Linked DNA regions of Mus musculus: region 1 is linked to region 2. The links are chromatin contacts, called in public Micro-C maps. All regions are on one chromosome and are shown on one strand. The core of a region is the stretch at or near the end of the contact, and the rest is flanking DNA. Distances in the headings are between cores, read along the strand shown.

What was found. A called contact is a pair of places that touch in the nucleus more often than the background predicts.
Region 1: a Micro-C map of embryonic stem cells shows a contact between it and region 2, with 2.1 times the contacts expected there. The contact joins the promoter of D630045J12Rik here to the enhancer-like site in region 2. A contact is called at or near these places in 1 of 39 promoter capture datasets (embryonic stem cells), 7 of 484 Hi-C or Micro-C datasets (embryonic fibroblasts, embryonic stem cells, erythroid progenitors and 3 more), 4 of 115 datasets of contacts at active chromatin or transcription factors (all in embryonic stem cells) and 1 of 9 other capture datasets (embryonic stem cells).

Annotation. Positions count from the first base shown.
Region 1 is chr6:38,252,621-38,258,044 of GRCm38.p6, reverse strand. D630045J12Rik (RIKEN cDNA D630045J12 gene) reads left to right here and starts at 3,906. Exons shown (of 20, transcript NM_194061.3): 1 at 3,906-4,177. The coding sequence starts at 4,036.
Region 2 is chr6:38,080,547-38,085,493 of GRCm38.p6, reverse strand. It overlaps Atp6v0a4 (ATPase, H+ transporting, lysosomal V0 subunit A4), which reads left to right. Exons shown (of 21, transcript NM_080467.3): 8 at 2,492-2,574; 9 at 3,370-3,463. Among named protein-coding and RNA genes, the nearest start is that of Tmem213, 26 kb to the left of the region's middle. Within about 2 kb of position 3,238, at least 65 of the 459 cell types and tissues checked have an H3K27ac peak or open chromatin away from gene starts, as enhancers often do. A contact at or near this core is called in embryonic fibroblasts, embryonic stem cells and myocytes, where this site is marked.

The DNA.
Region 1 (5,424 bases), core at 2,657-5,156, 170 kb before region 2:
TCAGACCAGACCAGCTGCCTGGAAGAGACAGAAACCAGCTGAGCTGCCTGGAAGGGCTTTAGACCAACTGAGTCACTTGGAAGGGACACTCTCCAACATGTTGAACTTCCTGTATGCTCTCGGTCCCAGCTTTGTGCACTGTCACCCTCGCTGGGGTGGGGTTTGGTGATGTAGTTTGCGTGTTTGTGAGTTATTCCGGCTCCTTTAAGTGACCCCTCACCTATATTCCTGTAAATAATCCCAACAAAACTCATGGTTCACCAAGTTGGACTTTGGTGGTATCTGTACTTTGGTTAGTCATAGGTGCCCTGCCTGGGACAACACAACACATGGCTAATTACACTTCCTCAAGGCCCAGCACAACTTTGTGGGACAGCCTCAGGGGCTCAGTAAACAGTTTTTGGATTCTTACCCTGGTTGGTTCTTTCTCGTGCACAATTGCTCTGTGCCAGGTCCGGTTTGCGCCAGTTGTCCCATGGCTCAATGTCCAATGTCGCCTTGCTGTGGCGATTGTCATTGGCTCTTCTAGGTAGCCCAGGAACATTGTCTTTGCCCACACACCATTCTTCCTTCAATTTTAAATTTCTTTTCATTTTAACTTTTGAGACAGGATCTTACTATGCAGTCCTGGTTGTCCTGAACTTGCTATGTAGAACCAGGCTTGTCTTGAACTCACAGAGATCTGCCTGCCTCTGCTTCCGGAGTGCTGGGATTAAAGGCCTATGCCACCATACCCAGCCTCCCCCTTTCCCCTTTAAAGATCTCCAAATAGCTGTCACCAGTGGGGTATTCTCTTTCTTGTCCCCAGTCTGCTTTCACTGGAACGTAAGCACCATCAGCAAAAAGCTTCCTTCTGTCTGCTGTCTCCCAGTGCCCACTGTGGTGTCTGTCATATGTAGCAAGAGCTCAAAATGTGGGTGGAACTTAAGGGAACGTGTGGATCTTGTATCAGTCACCTTTCTTATCACTGTGAGAAAAACACTGACAGAAGCAATGTAGAGGAGGAAGAATGTCCTTGGACTTGTGGTTTCAGGGGTATTGGTTCCTTGTGGTGGGGAAGATAAGGGACATTCCTGTGCCCAGGGGTTATGGTCCCACCTGTTCATGCCATGGCGGCTCAGGAAGCAGAGCCCTGCAGATAGAGGGCATATGAAAAGAACTCACGGCCACAGTGAAGTATCAGCAAGGTCTACGATGAGCATGCAAACTCTGAAATAAAACACCCATCTTTGCCCTTTAGTGTGCAGACCTTCCTTCTAACCTAATGGGCTGAGTTCAGGGGCAGAATTTAAGACTCCTTGCGTTGCGAAAGCATTCAGCCAACTCTGTGTGACCCTGGAGCATATCTTTCCTTGGTTCTTTGCTTTGTCCTATAGGATTTGTGTAGATACCCTTTCCATCTGTCAAAGCCCCATCACCACCTCTGCAAACAACTATCCCTACCCCCACCCCATAGCCAGACACAACAGTCGTTGGCCCACTTTTGGGAGGACAGACCTCAGGACAATATCACAAGGACTCTGGAATTGAGTCGGGCTGAAGGAGTGGAATTACGGGGTCCTGGGCATTCAGGCATGGGAAAGATGGATCCTGGTGGGTTTCCCTTGGCTCCTCAGACTCTTGGGCCTGTGGGGCCCAGGTGCAGCTGGTAGAGGCCCAGAGCTGTGCCTGTTTTGCCCATGAGTAAAACTGACCTCATCCCTCTGCTCCCCTGAAGCGGGCTAGAAGCCTGCTGAGGACCCATGCTGACTCTCCCTCCTACTGGTTGGCGCTTCACTTGTGGCTGAGGGAAAGCTCATCTCTCATTTATTTATACACAAAATGAGACTGGGTGGAAAGGTGTTTAAAACCAATGCTTCTATATCCTTTTATATCTCCCTCCCAGTACCAACAAGTCATACAAAGTGCTAAGACATTGCCACTGTCCATTGCATAGTTTTGTATGAATGCTCTGAGGCTGTGTCTTAATCCCTATTTTTAGACACAAATGTGCACAGAGGTGTGACTAGGTGTGGGGGCGTGCATGTTCACTTGTGTATGCACACACATGAGTACACACACACACACACACACACTTCTGCTTCCCTTTGGCATTCATTCCTGCTGGATCTGCAGAGTCACACTATCTGCCAGCTGAGCCCTGGGAGTCATTTTGCTAGACACTGAGGGAGAATGCTCTAATTCCCTACAGAGGTTGGTTTTACGTTTTGAGAGCAGAGAGACCAAGGGACTCTGGGGATCCCCTTTTCCTTAGAAAGTTGATGCCCTGGGGTCCTTCCTGTTAGCCCAAGGTTGCATTTTTGTTAATTTCTAGCAGTGTCTGAGTTGACTCAGAATGGTGTGGGAGATTTCTTCCTCCCACTGTCTAGTGCAGTTGGGAACTTCCTGGAGGCTGAGGCCAATTGTAAAGGACACATAGATTCCCATCAATAAATATATAATGAAATCTTCCTGGAGCCGTGGGGGATCCTGTGTGGGGCGATAACATGTTAGAACGTCATTTTAACTTAGTGTGTGTGTATGTGTGGACTAACAAGTTCATAAAAAATAACAACACAATAGGACTAAATGTCAAGAGCTGCTCCAGGCTGTGCCCCGTGGCCAGGTGAGTAATTCAGAGAAAAGCGAGGAGAGGGGAGCCATACCTAGGGCTATTGTGGTCAGGGTGCAAACATGCTCAGACAAGCAAACTCTCTACTTGGGTATGCTGGAGACAACTCCAAGAATGTATATGTCTGGGGGAGCAGGAGAGCAATGTATGGGGGTTGCTTATGACAAGTGACACAATGGAACGCAAAAATTAGGGTCATCAACAAAAGCTTATAACCTAGATTCTCATCTTCCCTGAAATTTAACAGGTGCCTATTTTTTTTTTTTTTTCAGAACAGGAACTTCTGATTCTTTGCCTAGATAGATGAGTTTGCCCAGCAAAACTGGGTAGCATCTTTCTGGGTCTTTTGCCTACCTCACTGAAGAGCAACCTTGATCCTTGGCCAGTCTGGATGGCTGACATTTCCCACTGTCTGTCATAGTTTCTCACTCAACAAGATACTTCTCTTATGCACGGCTTGCAGACCACGGCTGGTGCAACCTCTGAAATACAACTGTCCAAAATTGTAGTGTGTTCTAGGACCTTCCAACCTTATTCGGCCTTCAGAGTTAATGCACTTGGCTCTTAGCACAGAGACACATGCTAACTCCCATCCACACCCCCATTTCCCCAGGAAACTAACCCCCAACAAGGTCTTTTTCATCATATATTGGTGCTACTTTCTTTTTTAAAAAATAAGGCCTGGATCTGTGTGTTTGTGTCTGTCCACTTTGATTCAGCTTCAGTAGCCCCTTTCTGAAGACTCACTAAGCTCAGGGCAGTAGGCCTAGGTCTTACCAAAGGCCCACCTTTGCCAACAAGGTGGCACAGCTCTGGAAAGGCAAAGGATGGGCTGAGCCCTGTGTGCCTCCTCCCCATTCTTTTCCAGCGCGCGGGCTCTGGGAAAGAGAGCCGACTTCTCTCGGCTTTGTCCGCTCAGCAGCCCGGGGTCTGCCAGGGACCACGGCCGCCCCGCACACACACCTGCTGCCCGCCCCGCGTGGGCGGCTCGGGAGGAGCGTGCTCCGGAATCACCCGGTTTGCGACCGTTCCTCTAGGGCCCCGGGGGTGCGGGTGCGGGGCGGCGCCGTCCCGGGCGCCCTCCTGAGAGGCGGGTCCTGTGGGAGGGCGGGGACCGGGTCCCGCCTCGCCCTCCGCCGGGCCGCCCGCAGGCAGGCGCCGGGCCGGCCGGGAGGTGGTGCTCGCCTCCCCGCGCGGGGCCGTGCGTTGCCCGGCAGCGGCTGCGAGGCTCGGGAGGGGGCGGAGCGGCGCGGCCGGCGTGCAGCGGCCCCAGTCCGCGGATCCGGCCCGGCCCGCCCCCGCCTCGCCGGCCTCGCTGCGCGCCGGTGCTAGGCGCCCAGTCTCCGCCGCAGCGGACGCCGGCGTCCCGGGCCTGAGCGCGCCCACGCCCGGAGGCCGGGGTGTCGGGGAGCCGACGCGTGGCCATGGAGCGGGAGCCCCGCGCCAGGGTTGCACTGGTGCCGGAGCGGTGCGGCCGCGGGCCTTCCTCCCGCCACCGCCGCCCGGGGCTGCTGCTCCCCGGCCTCTGGCTGCTGCTGCTCGCCGGGCCGGCCTCGTGCGCCCCAGGTAAGCCTCGCGGAGCCCCCCGGGACGCGGCCGCCACCCTGGCCGCCTTCTCTGCCGCGCTCGTCACCCCCTGGCTTCCCCACCCGCCCATCCTCTTTTATTCTTCACCGCTCCCTCGCCCTCCTTGCTGGAGATGCTTTCCTATTCTTCCTGGGCCCTGCAAATAAAGGCATGGAGGAGAGGAATAAATCCAAAGGAAAAAAGAGCGAGCGGTTTCTGACCGGTCTTGCTAAAAGGTCTGCAACCTAGTCTTCCGTGAACCATGTTGCCCGAGGCGGGTTTGGTGGTTTCTGCTCCGAAGATGCCTATTTTCTTTTTCCCCTTTGCAAAATGCAGGCACTGGAATTGTGTTTGTGCACGGTTGTGTGAATGTGGCGTAGCGAATGTTTTGGGATACTTTTATTGTTGGGGCAAAGGGATGCATCTGGTGTGTGCAGAAGAGCAGTTGTGCATTGCCGTGAACACCCAGTGTTACCCCAGATGCAAGCAAGCTGGCTGTGTCCCCCAGTGCGCCAGGACACAAAGAACATTCAAAGAAAAAAATCTCTTGGAAAGCGCCCTGGCCATGGATCTTTCCAGGGAACTAGCTATTGGTATTACCTCCACAAAGGCATTACAATGGAGTGTGAAAATATTTTGAGTCTGAAGTGTCAGGGCATGAAAGGAGTCATGGTTGGTTTTTATAATAGATGCAATTTAGTGACTGTTCATCAGCATGGGATTAAGAGACATGATTTATGAGGCGTGTGGGTGGGTTTTGTTTGTTGAGGAAATGGTTTAATTCATGTTGCTTCCCCGAAATGTTTATTTATCCATCCTGAGCACGCACTGCACTGGACTGGAGACCATCTCTGAGGTGACACAGTGCATCCTGTGATTGCCCCAGCCCACACGTGCTTGGTTGCTTTGTGGGTAGGAAAGGAAAGGAGAAAGGAGCAGTTTAGGTGGAGAGCTTCTTCTCACTGCTCAGGAGAGACAGAAAAGCCATGAAAGCAGCCCAGAACCCTGCCTGCTTGTGGGAGCAGGGCCAGAGGACTGCCAAGTGGTTTGAAGGAAGTAGAACGCATTTGAAGGTGTCCCTTAGGCCCGACTGTGGGCATTATAACTAGTGCCACAAAGGGGATGGTGGAATACAAGCGAGGAACGGACTTAAGGGAGCACAGGTTGGGACCCATTCACTCGATCAGGAGGAAATCGAGGCAGAAGCATCTTGCTCAAGGTCACCGCCTGGATGATGAGAGGAATTG
Region 2 (4,947 bases), core at 1,989-4,488:
ATGAGAAGGCTCTTCCCTGAAGCTACACAGTTATTGCTGTTAAGTCTATAAGATAATTGTTTCCTCTACCCTTGCAATTAATATTTAAGCCTGCTTGATTTTCACTCCCAGAAGCCAAAAGTCTGTAATCTTCCAGAGGAGAGGCTGAAACATTAATCTTAAGTTACATTTGATTAAAAAAAATAGTTAAAATAAAATGGAGAATAAGGGGGGGGAAAAGCACATATTTATCCGGTGAGGAGATGCTAAGGTTATCCCAGGGTGAGACTTATCCAGTGCATCTGAAATGTGCTGACCCAACAGGAGAAACTCAACCACATTATTTGTGATTGGGGGGTGGGGGCTGTGTTCTGTGTTCATGCTCTTTCCTGTGAGTAACTAAAAAAAAAGTCCCCCCCCCCGAAATGATCTCTAGTATACCAGTATATTTTAACTATCTTCTTTTATTTTTTTTAAAGATTTATTTATTTTATGTATATGAGTACATTGTCACTCTTTTCAGACACACCAGAAGAGGACATCAGATCCCATTACAGATGGTTGTGAGCCACCATGTGGTTGCTGGGAATTGAACTCAGGACCTCTGGAAGAGCAGTCAGTGCTCTTAACCATTGAGCCATCTCTCTAGCCCTTAACTATCTTTTTGTATTGCTTTTCTCTAACCAAGGCAGTTATAATTATGCATCTATGTATTTTTTTTTTTTTTGGTTTTTCAAGATAAAGTTTTTCTGTATAGTCCTGGTTGTCCTGGAACTCACTCTGTAGAGCAGGCTGGCCTCGAACTCAGAGATCTGCTTGTCTCTCTCTCCTGAGTACAGTTATAATTTTATATGGAAATGATTTTTCTGCTCTCTCTCACTTAATAAGAAAATGTCTACCTATAGTCCTGTGCATCCTTTATTCTTTGTGTGTATGTATGTGTTTTGGTAGAGTTTCACATGTCCCAGACTGACTTCAAATTGTCCATGCAGCAGAGACAGGCCTTGAACCTCTCATCTTGGGCCTATAGTGCCCAAGTGCTAAGATCACAGGCATGGGCACCACACCCGGTTTCTATGGTTATTTTAAATTGTGGTGTTGAACCGCTACTTCAGAATTAGGTTTTGACAATGTAGTCATCATGGTGGGAGAGAGTGTTTATAAAGGGACTATCTGGAGAAAGAGGCTCATGGACGGAGGGTCACCTAGCAGGTGCCAGGAAGTCAGAATGGATGCCTGATTCTAGCAGATCTAGAGACTAGATGACCTCAACCTTCAGAAAAAGACCAGCAAGCTTCCATACTTGGAGGATGTTTGGAAATAGTGTAAAGTAGGCATTTGCAGAAATTCCAGAACACCTCTAACCTGTTCCTATGAGAAGCCACCGAAGCGATCATGTGTACGGGTACTACTGTGAGGGATGCTGGGTGATGGGACCTTCAGGATGTATCTCTGGACGCTTGCTTCTGGGTACCCTCTATGGTGTCTCTGCTCCTAACCTTTGGGTGGTTGTTTTGAGACAGTGTAGCTATCCTCAGGCCGGCTTTAACTCAAGACTTTCTTCCTCATCTTCTTAGTCCTGGGATTAAGCATGTGGCGTTTTACTTCTTAATGAATCAAGTCTGTAAGACGAATCCAAGGAAGGGAGGCTTATTGGCTTGAAGGGTGTGTGACGTTTTCATGACACCTTCTGGGCCTGACAAGTGGCATCTCTTTGAAGTGGCACCTGAGTCCAGGGTCCCAAGTGCTGTGATAAGTTCATTGGAACGTGTTTTATTGTTTTTCTTTATCCCTTCAAATGAAAAGCAGCGACAACAAGCTGAGAGCATTGTGTCAGTTCATATTTGCATTGTTACAAACAAATTTTGTGTTTGCATTGCTGAGGTTTGAACCCAGGGCTTTTCGCAAGCCCAGTGGACCCTCAGCCACTGAACTAGTTACACCCCCAGTCTGAAACATTACTTTAAGCAATGGCTTTTGTGTGTTTCATTTGTTCCTTTGTTTTGAGCAGGGTCTCACTGCTTATCCCTGACTGCCTGAAAAGTTTAAATTCCTCCTGAATGCTGGGATTAAAGGCGTGTGCCACCACACCCACTGGCCTACAGTGTTCTTAAGAGCACCTAGTCAGCAGCTGTGTGAGTCAAAACAGCCACAGCTTTCCCTTTGTTAAGTATCAGGCATAGACTAACCTGTAACATGCAGGTGTTTACAGCTGCTTCTGACGCCCTGCTAGCGACTGCTGTTTTGATACTTGGATTACCCGAGCCTCTCTTTGAGGTGTTTTCTTAGGTGTGAGCATGGCTCTTCTTCCTGGGGGTGAGAGCAGAATTAGACGCTCCTGTGGCCTCCTTGATTAGCAAGCAGTATCCCTATTACTTTGGGGCTTTCAGATTTTATAGTTTATGTTCTGCTAGGTGTAGCTCAGTGGTGGAATGTTTACACAGGTCATCCACCCCCAACTCTGGGAAAGAAGGAAGGAAGGAAAATACATTTTTTTTTTCTGATATTCCAGAAAGAAGAAATTAAAAAGAATATATTCATCATATTTTACCAAGGAGAACAGCTCAGGCTGAAAATCAAGAAGATCTGTGACGGGTGAGAGACTGTCGCACTATCATGGTGACTGGGGTTGGATGTGGATAAAGAGTTGTGCCATGCAGAATGCCCGTGACTGGGCCCTCTTTGAAGTTGACTAGGACTTTAGAGTAACTTCCAGAAGATCATTTTAAATGATGCTGAAGACACAACGACTGTCAATAGTTGTGAGCATAGGAACAGGGAGAAGGTAACTAACCAGTTACCAAGGTAACAAAGTAGCGAGCGACACAGCCTGGTCCAGGTTATACCTTGTTCTTCTAGTCTAGCTTGCTGCTTGAGTGGGCTGAACGGGAGGCACAGCATGGTGGTGGGGCGCTTGCCTGACTGACATGCTGGAGACCCTGGATTTGATTCACTGACACCAAAAAACAGCACATAGAAAAGGAAAAAGTAATCTCCATGGTCCAGCTTTCTGTAGAACAATGTTGATGTTACTTATGTTTGTGTGTGTGTGTGTGTGTGCTGTCCTGGGGATTGAACCCAGGACCTCACTCATGCTAGGAAAACACCCTCCCCTTGCGGTACACACCGAGGCTGGCCTGAAATTCACTCTGAAAAAGCTTTGCGTTTGTAATCCTCCCGTCTCATCTGCCTTCTAAGTGCCGGGGGTTATAGGCACGAGGCATTGTGCCCAGCTGTTGTGAATCATTTTCTAAGGACCACACAGGAGGCCATTTCAGCCAAGGCTTAGTCATTTGAGTCTAGTCAGTCAGTGATGGCCTCATAGCAAAGGGACTGTAGAAGCTTTTCTGTAGTCACTCACGTGTGTCCTTTTTAATGTGTTTAACACAGGTTTCGTGCTACCATCTACCCCTGCCCAGAGCATGCAGCAGAGCGCAGAGAGATGCTGACCAGTGTCAACGTGAGGCTGGAAGACTTAATCACCGTGAGTGAGGGCTTCAGGTCATGAGTGAGAGCTTCAGGCCGTGAGCCCATGGCCTCTATTTTTCCAGTGTGGATCCAATCCCCAGGCCCCTGCCTGGAATGTTTGCTATGCAATTCTGGTTGGAGCTGTAGCAGATTGCACAACTAGAAAGCAGCATTCAGGGAGTGGGGGCTGGCAATTCTGCATGTCTGTCACATGCTGCTCCCAGTTTAGAATGGACCACAACCCTCGTTTACCTCAAGGCAGCCGCCCATAGCTGATGAAAGGAGCCCTTCATGGCCAACCTTTGCCTGATGAGTCTGCAACCAACTTGTCAGCCAACTGAGTGGAACAACCAGTTTGCCCGTACCAAACTGTTATGCCGATTAACCACTGTGATGAGGACGCGCTGGAGCAGCAGCAGCATGGAAGCTGGCTGGTGAAGTCGGCTGGGACTGTATCTGATGGGATATTCTGTATAGGCACTGCCCATTGTAACTTTCCATGTGACAGTTTCTCTGCAGCCTACTCTATCCAGTGCTGTACTTGTGGGACACAGGCAGCTGTTGAGCTCTTGAAATTTGGCTAGTTTCACTAAGGGACTGAATTTTGATTGCTATTTAAATTTTGTGTGCACACACATACACACACGCATGTGTATATGTGCTCATGTGTAGAAGCCAGAGTACAATTTCAATTTCAGATATTATCCCCCGGGATGCCACTTACCTTGTTTGAGGCAGAGTCCCTGATTTTACCAGTTAGGTAGTCTGACTGGGCAGTAAGCTTCAGGGATTCTTCTGCCTCTACCTTCCAAGCCTCGGATTACAAGAATATCCCATAGTGCCCGGCACTTTTAGATGGGTTCTAGGATTGAACTCAGTTGTCAAGTGCTTTACTAATTGAGTCACTGTTTGATTCTTATTAAATCTAAATTCTCGTGGCTACTGGATAGGCCAGCACAATTTAAATCTTCTGTGTGTGGGTTTAGAAATTAGGTTATATTTATTCATTTTTAAATATTATTTATTTCGTGTATATGAACACTCTGTTGCTGTCTTCAGACACACCAGAAGAGGCATCGGATCCCATTACAAATGGTTATGAGTCACCATGGGATTGCTGGGAATTGAACTCAGGACCTCTGGAAGAGCAGTCAGTGCTCTTAACTGCTGAACCATCTCTCTAGCCCCTTAATTACTCATTTTTGAGACCGGGTCTTGCTGTGTAGCCCTGGCAGAGCTACTACTATCTGTTATGCAATCCAGGCTTGTCCTGAGCTCATGTCAATCCTCCTGCTTCAGCCTCACAGATGGAGTTACATGTTTATGCCACCACATCTGCACACGTGTTTTAAAAGCCTTTGGCTAGCAGACACTTTTACTGTCCCAGAATGTGTGTATTTAATGTATTTAATGTCTCTGTTCCTTTTTAGCCACTGTCCCAGAAACTGTTTCCTTCAAGGGATTTCTTTCATGAAAATACTCTGTGTGGGCCTCAGGAAT